3 separate regions of the Zea mays genome follow, and regions 2 and 3 are each linked to region 1. A link is a contact called in public Hi-C data. All regions are on one chromosome and are shown on one strand. Each heading gives the region's core, a stretch centred on a gene start, on an enhancer-like site or on the middle of the called end of the contact. The rest is flanking DNA. Distances are from core to core; before and after follow the strand shown.

Region 1 (4,198 bases), core at 1,237-3,736:
GCTCGAAAAGATCTATAACTTTGTAGTACAACACATTTTTGTTTAGACATATATTTAGGCCAAAATCATTGAAATAATGTCTAAATTTATATCAAAATAATAGACTTTATCATTTTCATGTGGGGACTTAAGATTATCTCCATGTGGGAACTTAGGATTATCTTTTTATAAACTATTTATTAATATTGGTAACTTATTTGTAATTTCCGGTCGACACTATAATATTTTTATGAATTTAATTGTATTTTGATGATTTTCTACAACAAGAAATTAATAATACACCAAATAGCCTAAAAAATTCATGAATTTTTACGGGGACACAACATATATCCACATATAGTTCTAAAAAACATTTGGACTATAAAATCCACAAGATGTTGGTGTTTCTTCTATTCCACTCTCACTTATTGCGTGAGTTACACGTGAAATCATTTTATGTATCGAAGTTTCAACATAATTAATATTTCACTTATCATTTTCATGTGGAGACTTGAGGTTTTATTTGAATAGAATGTTTATTTGTTTTGGTAAGATTTTTTTGCAATTTTATAATTAATATTTGAATATAATGTACAAATAGCCTCAGAAATCTATGAAATTATACGAAGGTACAACATATGGCCACATATGGTCATAAAAAATAATGAGACCATAAAATCCACAGGATGTCAACGTTTCTTCTATTTTATTTCCACTTATTGCGTGGGTACACGTGAAATCACTCTAAGTATCAAGTTTCAACATAATCAATACTTCACTTTACCATTTTTATGTGGGAACTTGAGATTATCTTCTATTAAATGTTTATTAGTATTAATTTACTTGCAATTTCGTGGTCGAACAAGAATATTTTATGATAACCAATTAATGCATTATCCGACAAGTATCCGATATCTGATCAAATAATATCCGTATCCGTCACTTATCTGCCCGGATAAATATCCGGTCCCTGTATCCGTATCCGTCCCGTTTCTAACTATCCGTATCCGATTCCGAATCTGTTTTAAATACATTAGAGTAGGATACAGGATGAGCTACTATCCGTCCGTATCTGCCCGTTTTCACCCCTATGACCATCTATATCCATAACTATATTGGCCTACTCAACTTTGTCCACCCTATCAGAGAGGACAGAATTGATTTTCAGAAAGGCAGATACTATCGTCTCCACTGACCCCCCGTTTATTCTGCTGGGGACACAAATTAATATATATGTTAATGTTGGTCTTACGGCCCTGCATTCTTGCATGATTGCTGCTCCATCTAATTGTTGGTTGTCTGGTCCGCCCTAGGCCATCTGCACCAGTTTCTCAGGTAAAAAGAATTAACGTTCCGTGGACTTCTCCACCTTTTCGTCACCTTTTCCGCTGCCCTTGTGGACAGGACATGCAACCTCCACCAGCATGCAGGTGCGACAAAAAGAAGAGCTTGTTTCACCTGGTACCATACCAGCACACATCTCGTGATCTGTATAGGTGTCAGTGATCTGTAAATATGGCTCCGAAGTGTAGCTAATCTCCCATGTTTCGGGCAGGTGGTACAATAAATATGTAAGTGACCCACACTTTCCGGCAGCTTCGTGCAGATCTTGTGAGACATTTGCCGCGCTGGAGGAATACATCACAATGTGCATGTCACCCATTTTCACCATTAATTCACACAAGGAGCTGGTTGATTTAACATTTGTGACTTACGATTTTACGAAAAGAGTTCTTGGTGACTGAATGTTTGACCTGTTCACACAAGGTGCCGTTTGATTCACATTTGTGAATTGTTACCATGCGAAATCTTGCTATCTATATTTAAAGATCAATCGTATGGCCTACCACAGTATCACGTCACACATCACTTTGATGGCGAGATTTGCGCAATGAAAGAAACCACATCTCTTGTGCCGACGGTCAATCAGCTGATGTGATCATGTGAACATGCCAAGCGCCAAAATCTCCAGATCAGACGATCTACTCCTATACTAGTATAGTACTAGAATAGCTGAAAACAAATCTGTAGATCCAAGCCCAGTACCTTTTTTCTTAATTGAAACAAATCAGACGCAGATCAGTAAACACATGGCCAAGTAGTGGCAACTGAGACTTCTCAGCTTAGCTCCCTTCCCATCTACACACTGACAATTTCAGTGAAAACAGGTCGTGTAATGTCTTTTGAAATGTATAACTTACACGTACTTTTTTCTTGTTTAGAGAGAGTAGAAAATGACAAAGAGATGGAAGCAACAAAAACCAGCTGTACAGTGTCCACTTGTGCAGGCAAAGCCGGAACCGGCCTGCCCTCACAACGATCCCGGAGGCCGATCCGACGGCCGCTCTCAAACCCCGCTCGGATCTTGAGGCGCGCCCCCCGCAACCCAATGACCCATCCAGCTCAGCACACCACGCGCTCCCACTACCGCCGACGGCCGGGCCCCACCTCCCCACATACACCGGCCATCACACACTACAACACGTCCCATCTTCCCAACCACCCCCACCGCCTTGCGGGCCCGTTCTCAGCGGGCCCACTGACCAGCAGCTACTCCAGCAGGCTGACGGCCGTTACGCGCCGCGCCCGATGCCAGTTTTACCCTCCTCCCGCGGCGCGGTGAGCTGACGACTCGTTCTTCCTTCGCTTCTCTAGCATATACTTGGTCGTGAGGAAGAGCGGCCGCGGCGTCGTCTTCCTCCTCGCGATCGCCCGCACAAATCCAAACGAATTCACTGCGACCAGTCTCCGATTCACCAACGCCCTCCTCTTGTACTGCCGCCTTCGTCCCCAGGCCGGCAGCCCTTCCTGCCACCTCGCTGAGGGCTGCGGAACAACTGAGCCCCCGTGCCGCGTGCCGTCTGCAACGGCGCCGAGGAGGTGCTAAAGCAGGCAAGCAGCCGCCCCCGCTGCGCCGCCAATGGCTCGGATCCAGCCTGTAAGTGACTCCGTGCCGCCGCGCTTGTGTTGTTCAGGATTTTGTGGTGGTTCAGGGCCTCTGGGGTTTCGTTTTTTCGGAACTTCGGATTGGTTGGTGCCGTTCGGAGCGGGGATGTCGTGCGTGTGGTTTGAGGCGCTTTGCCGGCGTTTTTGTCAGTTTTTTTTTTGGATCGAGGCGGATGAGCGATTCCAGTCAGGCAACTTCACTGCTCCAGTGCAAGCTCTGCTTTTGGTGCGGGAGTTCGGAAATCACAAGGGAGACGAAGTGACGAACAGAGCGGGTCAAAACTGATCTCACCTTGCAGTATTGCCGTTACTTCCTTACGCCTTACCGCAGCTGGCTGTGGCTTCTCACTTCTGTGTGTGATTGAGTGTGGTGTGGAATGCAAGTATGGAATAATTGTCTATGTACTGGCGTTCACGTTCTGTTACCCGTCCTGCTGCTATCAATGTTACATGTTACTTCACATCCGCCACCAGAGTCCGTCTACATTGATTTATTACTTTACTTTACTGGACGGATCCTACCGCTACCGGTTAGTGAATTTCAGAACAGTAATGCATGTGAGTCGATACTTGTTGTTGTTAAACTTTCATTTCCTATGAAATTAAGTATCTCCTGCTTTCATGCCAGGCATCGAGTTTTAGATTCATAATGGTTTAGCTAGTTAGTGTTCTGAATGTGCAATCAACTGTTGAATCTTATATGATCGATGTTGCAGGTGTTGGATGAAAGAATGGACCCATTTCTTGGTAGATTGGCTAGACCAGTCACCATTGACCAATCATGGTTTACCGCCCAGGGTGATCTGTCCTTGCTCAACAGACCGGCTTCCAGTGACACTAAGACTTCTGCAGAGCTTAACAATGGTTTAATCGAGTTCAACGATGCAACTGCGCCATCGCCAGGATTGTCGTGTCATAATTGCTCTAGTGTCGCAAGCAACTTCAAACCATTTGCAACTGTAGTGTCAGGGCTGCATCAACACTTCTTGGATGCAAATGTAGAAGTTACTTACGCAGAATACTTGGATTTGATGAAAGTGGAAGTCGATCAGCAGCTTAATAAGCTCATCGAGGATATAAGGGTCCTCAAGAGCTATAACGTGGCTCATAAATGTGACCTAAATGACCCGTGCTCTACACTAGGCCATGTTGGGAAGCTGACTGAGATAGACGAGGGGTTCAACAGCTTGAAGTTGCTGCTGGTTGTGGTGTTCCGACAAATTAGAGAGATGCTCACACTGGTTAATTCTTCAATTCATGATTTTCAGTGGGA
Region 2 (4,198 bases), core at 1,106-3,605, 150 kb before region 1:
AGAGCACCTATTCACCCCCCTCTAGGTGCTCTCAATAAGCACTATTTGCTTAACAACCAAGTATTAGCTATCTCCCTTGCCATACATGGGCTTTTGTGATTTTCTTAGGATTTAATTGAATTTCTCAATTAGGTCAAGGGAATTAACCCAACAATCTCTCACCAAATCTCAAATGTCTATATATAGTTTTGTCACTATTCACTACTGTATAACATACTAGTGTTTCAATAGAGACTGTTAAGTTGAACTTCCACCTAGAACTCCAAGGTATACTAACCTACAACTTGGACAATAAACTATGCATTGAATTGCAGGTTTTGTGTGAATGGGTTGCACTCAAAGCCATAACCAGCACCTGGCTACCAGTAGTCCCCTTCTCGAGTGGAGCATATATGTCGTACTCCAAGGTCTTTTCATGAGTTTACTAGAGATCACTCATATCTCATAGACTGCGGCGTTAGATAATCGAGCTCATATAGGTGTGTTCTTTCAAGAATGTTCTACAGGACAACATCTTTACTAAGAAAAGCCAATAGAACACATAAGGCTCAAAGCCAACTTACCTTACAACGTTTGAGAGTATTGTATCTTTACTTAGAGAGGGTCAAAAGTTACTCTCCTCGGTTTACCAATGGTTTGTTCTTCCCATGACCTAATTCATGGGATCTCCGATCACATAGACTGGGTTTCCACCACGGCAACTTATATGGGTCTCATACTCATCTCTCTCGATGTGATTTCTATCACATTACGTGACAGTCCCTTCGTAAAAGGATCTACCAGATTTTTATCTATTGAAATATAAGTCACACTCATAACTCCCGAGTTTCTCAACTTTCTGATAGACTTCAATCGTCTTTTAACATGTCTTGATGACTTATAATTATCCTTAGAACTTGTCATTTTACCAATCACAATTTGATTGTAAACAACTTTCTAAATTTAGCTACTTCTCATCTAACCTCATTTCCTCTCTATGTTTGGCAATTATTTACCAATTCCCTAAACAAAAAACCGACGATTTTTTTTATTTTGGTGCCTTTTTTCCACTCCGCAATAAAGATAGATTAAGAGAGTGCATGCGTCAACCGCTGGTGATACACAATTGCCACAACTAGTCAGCTAGAGATTAAAAATTTGTTAATATAACTCCACGTGCATAGGTAAAAAAACCAATAAACAATTACGATGGCAAATCAAAAGGCCAACATAGTTCACTAGGTTGAATCCGTCGTCAATGATGAGGTCATAATTTTAAGATCGAGTTGCCGAAGGGAGATGAAAACAAAAGGAAAACTAAAATATGTATAAGATGTTTGAGAGTGTGACAAAAAATATATGTATAGAAATCTGCAGCAAAATAAGTTCATAACTGAGTATTTGATATATAGAAGATGAGATATAGATAATATTGTTAGAGAAGAATAAAAGATATAGGAGAGGAAAATAGATATAAAAAAGAAACATAAAGAATAGCGTGAGAGGCTATCGATGTTGTATTGGCAGAATGAAGATGGATAATTATTTGGATACTATTTTTTGTTTTTTATTGTATATAAATAGAAATAGAATCAGCTATGTGAATTCATATTATTGTTTATTATCATTAAACTTATAAATATTTATAAAAGATAAACCTTAAATTTATCATATATATATTCTTAAATGATAGATATAAAATCGGGATACAATCAGAAACATATGCATATATTTTTTTCATTTTTTGTTGTTGTAGGGAGCAAATAATGGATAAAAATAAGCAAAATTCTATTCTTATTTATAATATGTTTTATAACATAAGAAAATATTAGCATCAAATTTCATATATACCTAGTTTAAAATATTATATTTGTTCTAACTATTCGGATATATGTTTTCATCTCTATGTCGCCTCGCCTGTTTGGTACAACTTTTTTTCTAAAATACTTTTTTAATAATTTGGATTTTTAGAAAATCGAGGTGTCACAAGAATCTGAATATCTTTGGACTTAGATGCGGAGGAAGTTGAATGATCCGTAGGAGTTTCTTCTCATCCTGATGACTCGATATATTCTACATTCACATTAACTTAAATAATTAAAAATGATTTCACACAAACAAACAAAAGTGAAATATCTGTAGCGTGTTTAGTTTGAGGAACGAGGTCCATCATGTTCTCACTCTTCAATTTTTTGTTTGGTTTGTTAAATAATATGAGTTGATCTATCATTATTTTATTCCTCGTAGGCTAATAATTAGTAATAATATAAGAAATAAGCTTATTACACCAAATTTATAAAATCACCTCATAATGGACCACTTCATCTAGAATAGATTGATTTTTCAAAATAAACACTACGGTAAGCATAAGTCGATTCTAAAAATACCAAAATCCGGCACGAAGCGGATCTAAGTAGGCCCTATATCTCCCCAAACTGCGCCTGGCCCTGGGCTGAATTCGTCTCCGCCCGGCGCCCACCTTGCCGCCAAAAGCCGTACACCCAATTCCCAAAACTCCTCTACCCCTCCCAGGAAGAGGCCAAGAACGCCAGCAGCATCGCCGCCCATGGACTGGTCTGAGGAGGGGATCGACGAGGAGGAGTCCACGCTGCGCAGGCGGACGGCGAGGCCGCGTTCTCCTCCAGGCGGTCGACCCTTGCCTCCCCCGCGATCACCGGGATCGAGGTCGCCTTCTCCTCACCGCGGCGGTCTGGCGGCCTCCTCAGGGTTGAGGTCGCCCTCGCCGCGCCGCGTCACAATAATGGCGACGAGGATGGGCAGCTCTGTGCGGACGATCCGGCGATCTCCAACGCCAAGAAGGTCCGGCGCCGATGCTCCCGCGAGCGACGGTGTGGATGGCACCGGCGTCAAGGAGATCATCGCCAAGATGAGGGAGGGGTTTCCCACTCTCGAATCGTGGGATGGCGCCGACACGGGCGACTCTGGTCCCGGAGGAGGAGAGGGAGGTGGGGCGGACGAGGAGGAGCCGCAGGTGGACCAGAGCTCCGTCGCTTTCTCGTTCCAGGAGCTCGTGGCTCCGCTGGTCGTCGATGGGGCGGAGGTTATTGACGCCTTCGTCGGCTCCGATGAGGCGAGGACGGGCAAGGCCGCGGCCGAGCTTCTGGACGCAACCATGGGCGCCAACACCGGGCCCAGGACCGAAGCGATCAAGACTGAGCTCCTCGTCAACCGGCGGCTGCTCGACCTCGCGGGGCTGGAGCGGTGGATGCGGACGGTGGAGGCGGTCTCCGAGCTCGAGTGGTTCACGGGCCTCTGCTGCGACGAGAACAGCCCGCCACCGCATATCGACCTCTTCGAGTGCGCGTTCCGGGCCCTGGAGAACGCGTCGGACGTCGAGCTCCACCACGGCGCCGACGCCAGGAAGCGCTGGATCGGCCCAGTGGGCGTGCCGGAGTTCTTCATCTGCCCCATCTCCAACAAGGTCATGGAGAACCCCGTCGTCATCGCCTCCGGAAAGGTGCGATGAATCTTTCATCGGCTCTGTTCTCGTGGCGGTCCTGGTACGCTTGTTCTTGAATTATATATTTCTGCAAACATGTTTCTTAGTGTTGGATGACAGAAATGTGCCAATCTGCAAACAAGTTTCTTAATGTTGGGTCTCTTGCAATGTGCCAATCTGAAAAATCTGCTGTCTGAAATTGTTGAGGCTATGTGTTTTAATCAGTTAGATACTGATAGCAGACTCTTCCGTGGCTGTGGCTGCAGACAGTTGATCGCTCAGCTCTGGAGAAATGGCAGAAGAAGAACGGGCGCATCTGTCCCGTCACTGGCGAGCTTGTCCCGTACACCATGTTCATCCCCAACGTCTTCATCAAGCTCTGCATCGAGCATTGGCGTGCAGAAAATAAGATTGCATGCGTGACGACGGCAGCCACCAATCCACCTCACATTTCCAACGAGTTGCAAGTCCTGATCGGGCAAGCCACCCTAATGCCTCACTCCCCCGGAAGCTCCAAAGAGGTCCGGAAGTCGCTTTTTCTGCTCCACAAGGTCCTCGCCGACAAGGAGAGCGCAGTCGTACACCTGATCGGCTGCCGCCCCGGGACGATCGCGAAGCTCGTCACCGTCCTGCCGGAGACCTGCCTGGACCCTGACCCCGAACTGGAGGACGTCATCCTGAGGATCTTGGAGAAAGCGGCTTCCTACGGGCCCAACAAGGCGGTGTTCGGGGACGACCAGTACGCCTTGCCCGTGCTGA
Region 3 (4,198 bases), core at 728-3,227, 130 kb after region 1:
TCCACACTACCTTATTGCCCCCGCTCGGGTTACAAGCAATCGCTACTTGCTCAGCGAGTGAGGGGGTTCAGGACTGCCTATTTAAGGTGTTGTTGTACTCTATGCGCCGGCGGTGTGGTATTTACCAACAACAAATAGTGTCATGCATGAGAGTTGCTAGTTGGCAAAGTCTGTTGTCGAGCTAGCTGGGGGCTATGCCAAAAGCACATTAGGATAGAATAGTCCTATTCTATTTTTTGTTTTTTGGGCCATTATGGACTTTATGTTGATGTTGTACTAATTTTCCATGTGTTTCCTCTTGCCTATGAAGTGGAAAGTGGGTGCGTTAGAGAAGAAAGAAAGAGTGGCTAGCATTGATTTTACATCATCCCCTTGAGAACAACAATCAACAGCAGAAGCAACAATATTTCATACATATACAACACTTACAATCCATATAAACAACTTTCCTTCAAAAAATAACATAAACCACATGATTTATATACTGTGTCGGTCATCTCCACAAAGGGCAAGGAAACACTCCTAGGTTTGTAGTATAGAACTAAGAGTGTCTACTCTCACGATGGTTTCCCAACATATGCAAACTAGACACTAATCACATAAAGTAAATACATATGTGGTAACACAAGCTTATAGCATGTATTTCAACCTATAGATTGTTGATTATTATGGTAGATTATATAATATAGGGGTTTCTGGAGAAATACGTAAAAAACAAGAGAATTAAAATTTCCTTTTCAGATTTGGCTAACTGGTAAAAGGAGTTGGAGTATCTGAGTTTCCAAATTTGGGACGTAGATGTATAGATGGAATATAAATACGTTAGAAAAAAATTCTACAACGTAAGGTTTAACACAAGTAGGGCTAAAAAAATAAATGAGGCTTTGGTGGCATGGTCATAAAACTAGAGACAAGAAACACAAAGAAACCAAGGTAATTAGTATGAGAGTTTTCCAAATTTGGTGTCATGATGTAGAAAAAATAAATATATGACAAACATGTTTTTTGCAAGGCATGGTAAAATAAATGGGAGTGAGAAATAAATTTAATCCTAGATTTAGAAGGAATAAATATATTACTAAATACGTTTCACAATGCCAAGTTAAGTAGGTGGGACCGAGAAAACAATTCTAGCGAGGCTTGGTTGTACCAACCCGAACTAGATACAATAGAGGAAAAATGAAGAAAATGATGGTCTACCAAATATGGCGCATGAGCCTTAAGGTGGACCTAGAGGGAAGTAGAAGAAATAAATATATAACCGAATATGTTTTTCGCAATGCGAGGTAAAGTGTTGATGTGCTCTAACTGGGCTTAGATTGCAGCGACATGTTATCCATTGTAAGACCTCAAGAATCCTAATGTTAGAATCTAGTAAAACTTCCTAAAGAATTTGAATTTGAAATACCTTCTAGTAATAAATTTTCTTGCATTAAATTTACTTCTCCCAAAATGAATGTGTTGTCTAGTAAAAGATAAAATAAGAGGAACCTAAATTAATTAAGTCCTTCTTTACCAATATATATATTTAATTTAAATTCTTCTATAACATAGGGAATTCACTAGGAAGAACCTACCCTTGAAAATACTATTTTCTTTGTATGTATGAATGGCATAAAAAACACACACATGCTTATATAGGAACAATAAATATATAAATAAATAAAATAATAAAATATTATTGCACTACATTCTGGTGTTTTGGCTTAGCATTTGTCTCAAATTATAAACTTAGATTTGAATTCAACTTGGATTTAAAACAAAAAGGAGGAAAGCAGGAAATCGAAAAGAAATAAGAAAAACAAAATTTGCGCTGGGCCAAATCCTGACCATGGCTCGGCCCACCCAAGTCGCATGGCCCGTTACCCCCCTCCGCCTTCTCCTTGTCTGCGGAAATACATTGAGTTGCTGATAGCGGGGGCCCCCTGCTCAACCTCTCCTTCCTACCGCACTGGCCCACTTCTCCAATGCAAAACACTGTCAAGTGGGTCCTGGTGTCCAGCGCCTACCTCCGCATATGGACATATGTGCCGCTGGCATGGGGCCTAGGATGTCAGCTTCATCTTCCTAACAACCTAGGCCGCAGATCGAGCGCGACCGCGCCCAAGTAGATTCCTATGCCCAACCTCGGATCTTCCCCATGGGCGTCCTCGCGAGGCTATATATCTATCCGCCGCGGCATCCCCTTCACCCATCCTTTGGTGCCAGCACCTGTACCCCATGCCCCGTCGCTGGCGCAGGGAGCTTTGGAATCCGCTGCAAGTCGTACTCACCTCCCCGTCGAATCAACCTTGATTCTTAGCCACGAGTGAAAGTCGAGGAACTCTGGGATCTCGTGCACCGACCGGCCGAACCTGAAATCATTTTGTGCGCAAGGAATTGCTCGTCGAAGCTCTGTCTCTGCCGCCAAGTCGCTTCTCACCGGGGACACCACTGCTAACGCCCAAATTTGTGGTAAGAAACCATCTCTGTTCCTCGTCGTCATCCTCTTTATGTGTAGAATCCCTCGGTATTCGATATGTGGTCCCCAGGCGGCCGACCCATTGCTCGCCAGCGAGTGCGCCACCGCGGTGGTGCCCGGCGCCGCTGTACTCGGGTTCGAGGGAGAAGGGGTTTGTCGTGGACCGTTGATCCCTATAGGAGCGGTCGGGATTAGATTTTGGATACCGCTTTAGGCGATAGGATCTGTGTCGTTAATCTAAAGAGGGACACCTCAGATTAGTTGTGGCGCGTACCCCTTTAGTGGTTAAATCGGGACCCTCGATCTTATGGCGAGTGGTTCGGATTAGCTTATGGCGTGGTCACCGATCGGACCGCGGATCCTGAATCCAAGGGCCCAAAATAGATAATGGTTTGGTTGAAGGGTGCGTCTAATCTGGGCCGCCAGTGTTCGATCGGACGATGGAAATATCGTGATACAGATCGACCCGTCTGTTTTGCAAAAGACCCCTCTGGGATTTCAGAAAATAACCCGTCGTCCGGGGCTGTGGAAGAGTCTTGCGGATTAGTCCTGAACTTTACAAATCAAACCCCGAGCTTCCTAGAAATAGTAATAGCAGTCCAGGAAACATTAAAATACCCAAGATAAATCTAGAAAATAGTTTTCAATGTAAGAATAAGTATAAAATCTTAGGAAAATCATAACTTTATGAATATGTCTCCAAATTGACGCGTTCCAGTTGCATTAGATCCATAATAATATTGTTTATCCCTTGGTAACTTTATTTTGTTATGAAACCTAAATTGAAACTATGTACTTAATTTCTTTTGTACCTGACTCCTAAATCTTTAGAAAATCATAACTTTATAACCGTAACTCCGAATTTAGTGGTTCTCGAGCCCACGATCTCGTAGAAACATGTAAATTATTATTATGCAGTTTGTTCTGATGTTTGGTATGATGTTAATTTTGCATATACCCTTTTTGTTGAATTGCTACGAATAACAGTGAGGTCACGAGAATTTGAAGATCATCCTGGTACCTGGAATCTCGAGTCCTAAGCAAATTGTGCCCTTGATCACTCTTTTTTACCTAATAATGTTCGCGTTAATCACTGTGACATGGTCAGGTTAATTTGATGGGACCTAATAGGTTTACCTAACATTATTTATCCCCACCTTGCAAACAGATGAATTATTGGGTAGAGTAGCTATTGCTCTACCTGGTTTTGGGAAACTAATGTTTTATTATGATCATGTTCCAATTTTGTTGTTATTTAATTATTGTTCATGATAAGATCATATTGTTAATTGGAACATGGAGCGACCACCCGGGAAAACAGTGCTACCACAATGGTGGTATGGGACGTGCTTGGCGGACTAATTAGGAAGGTATTGGAGGACTACCTTACCCGAAAGGGGCAAGGGCAGTAGGGGAGTGGTCGGTATAGTGAGGTTATCGGGCTGATTTTGTTGCGATGGATTTTCAGACGGGGATTCCTATGCTTCGCTCGCTAGAAACTATAGCAGGGTTTCTGAAGCTAGTGGAACTTTGTAAAGGCCTTGTAGTGGTACCCTGCCTTGCTTCCTTGGTAGAGGTGTATGGGGTATGATCAACCCTGTGTCAAATGGATAACACGACTTCTGGGTAAAGATGTGTAACCTCTACAGAGTGTAAAACTAGTATATCAGTCGTGCTCACGATCATGAGCAGCTCGGACCCTCACATGATTAACTTATGGAATTAAACTCAATTTGT

What was found. Hi-C and Micro-C count contacts between places; a contact is called where the count stands out from the background.
Region 2: a contact with region 1 is called in a Hi-C map of ear, with 1.8 times the contacts expected there. The contact joins the promoter of LOC103641555 here to the promoter of LOC103642697 in region 1. A contact is called at or near these places in 2 of 25 Hi-C or Micro-C datasets (ear and endosperm).
Region 3: a Hi-C map of leaf shows a contact between it and region 1, with 5 times the contacts expected there. The contact joins the enhancer-like site here to the promoter of LOC103642697 in region 1. A contact is called at or near these places in 5 of 25 Hi-C or Micro-C datasets (ear, endosperm, leaf and 1 more).

What each region holds. Positions count from the first base shown.
Region 1 is chr10:108,739,117-108,743,314 of Zm-B73-REFERENCE-NAM-5.0, forward strand. LOC103642697 (WPP domain-associated protein) reads left to right here and starts at 2,487. Exons shown (of 7, transcript XR_002265550.2): 1 at 2,487-2,917; 2 at 3,642-4,198.
Region 2 is chr10:108,585,886-108,590,083 of Zm-B73-REFERENCE-NAM-5.0, forward strand. LOC103641555 (U-box domain-containing protein 12) reads left to right here and starts at 2,356. Exons shown (of 2, transcript XM_008664903.4): 1 at 2,356-3,500; 2 at 3,706-4,198. The coding sequence starts at 2,901.
Region 3 is chr10:108,869,429-108,873,626 of Zm-B73-REFERENCE-NAM-5.0, forward strand. No RefSeq gene overlaps it. Among protein-coding and RNA genes, the nearest start is that of LOC103641559, 120 kb to the left of the region's middle. Within about 2 kb of position 1,978, at least 18 of the 20 cell types and tissues checked have an H3K27ac peak or open chromatin away from gene starts, as enhancers often do. A contact at or near this core is called in ear, endosperm, leaf and 1 more, where this site is marked.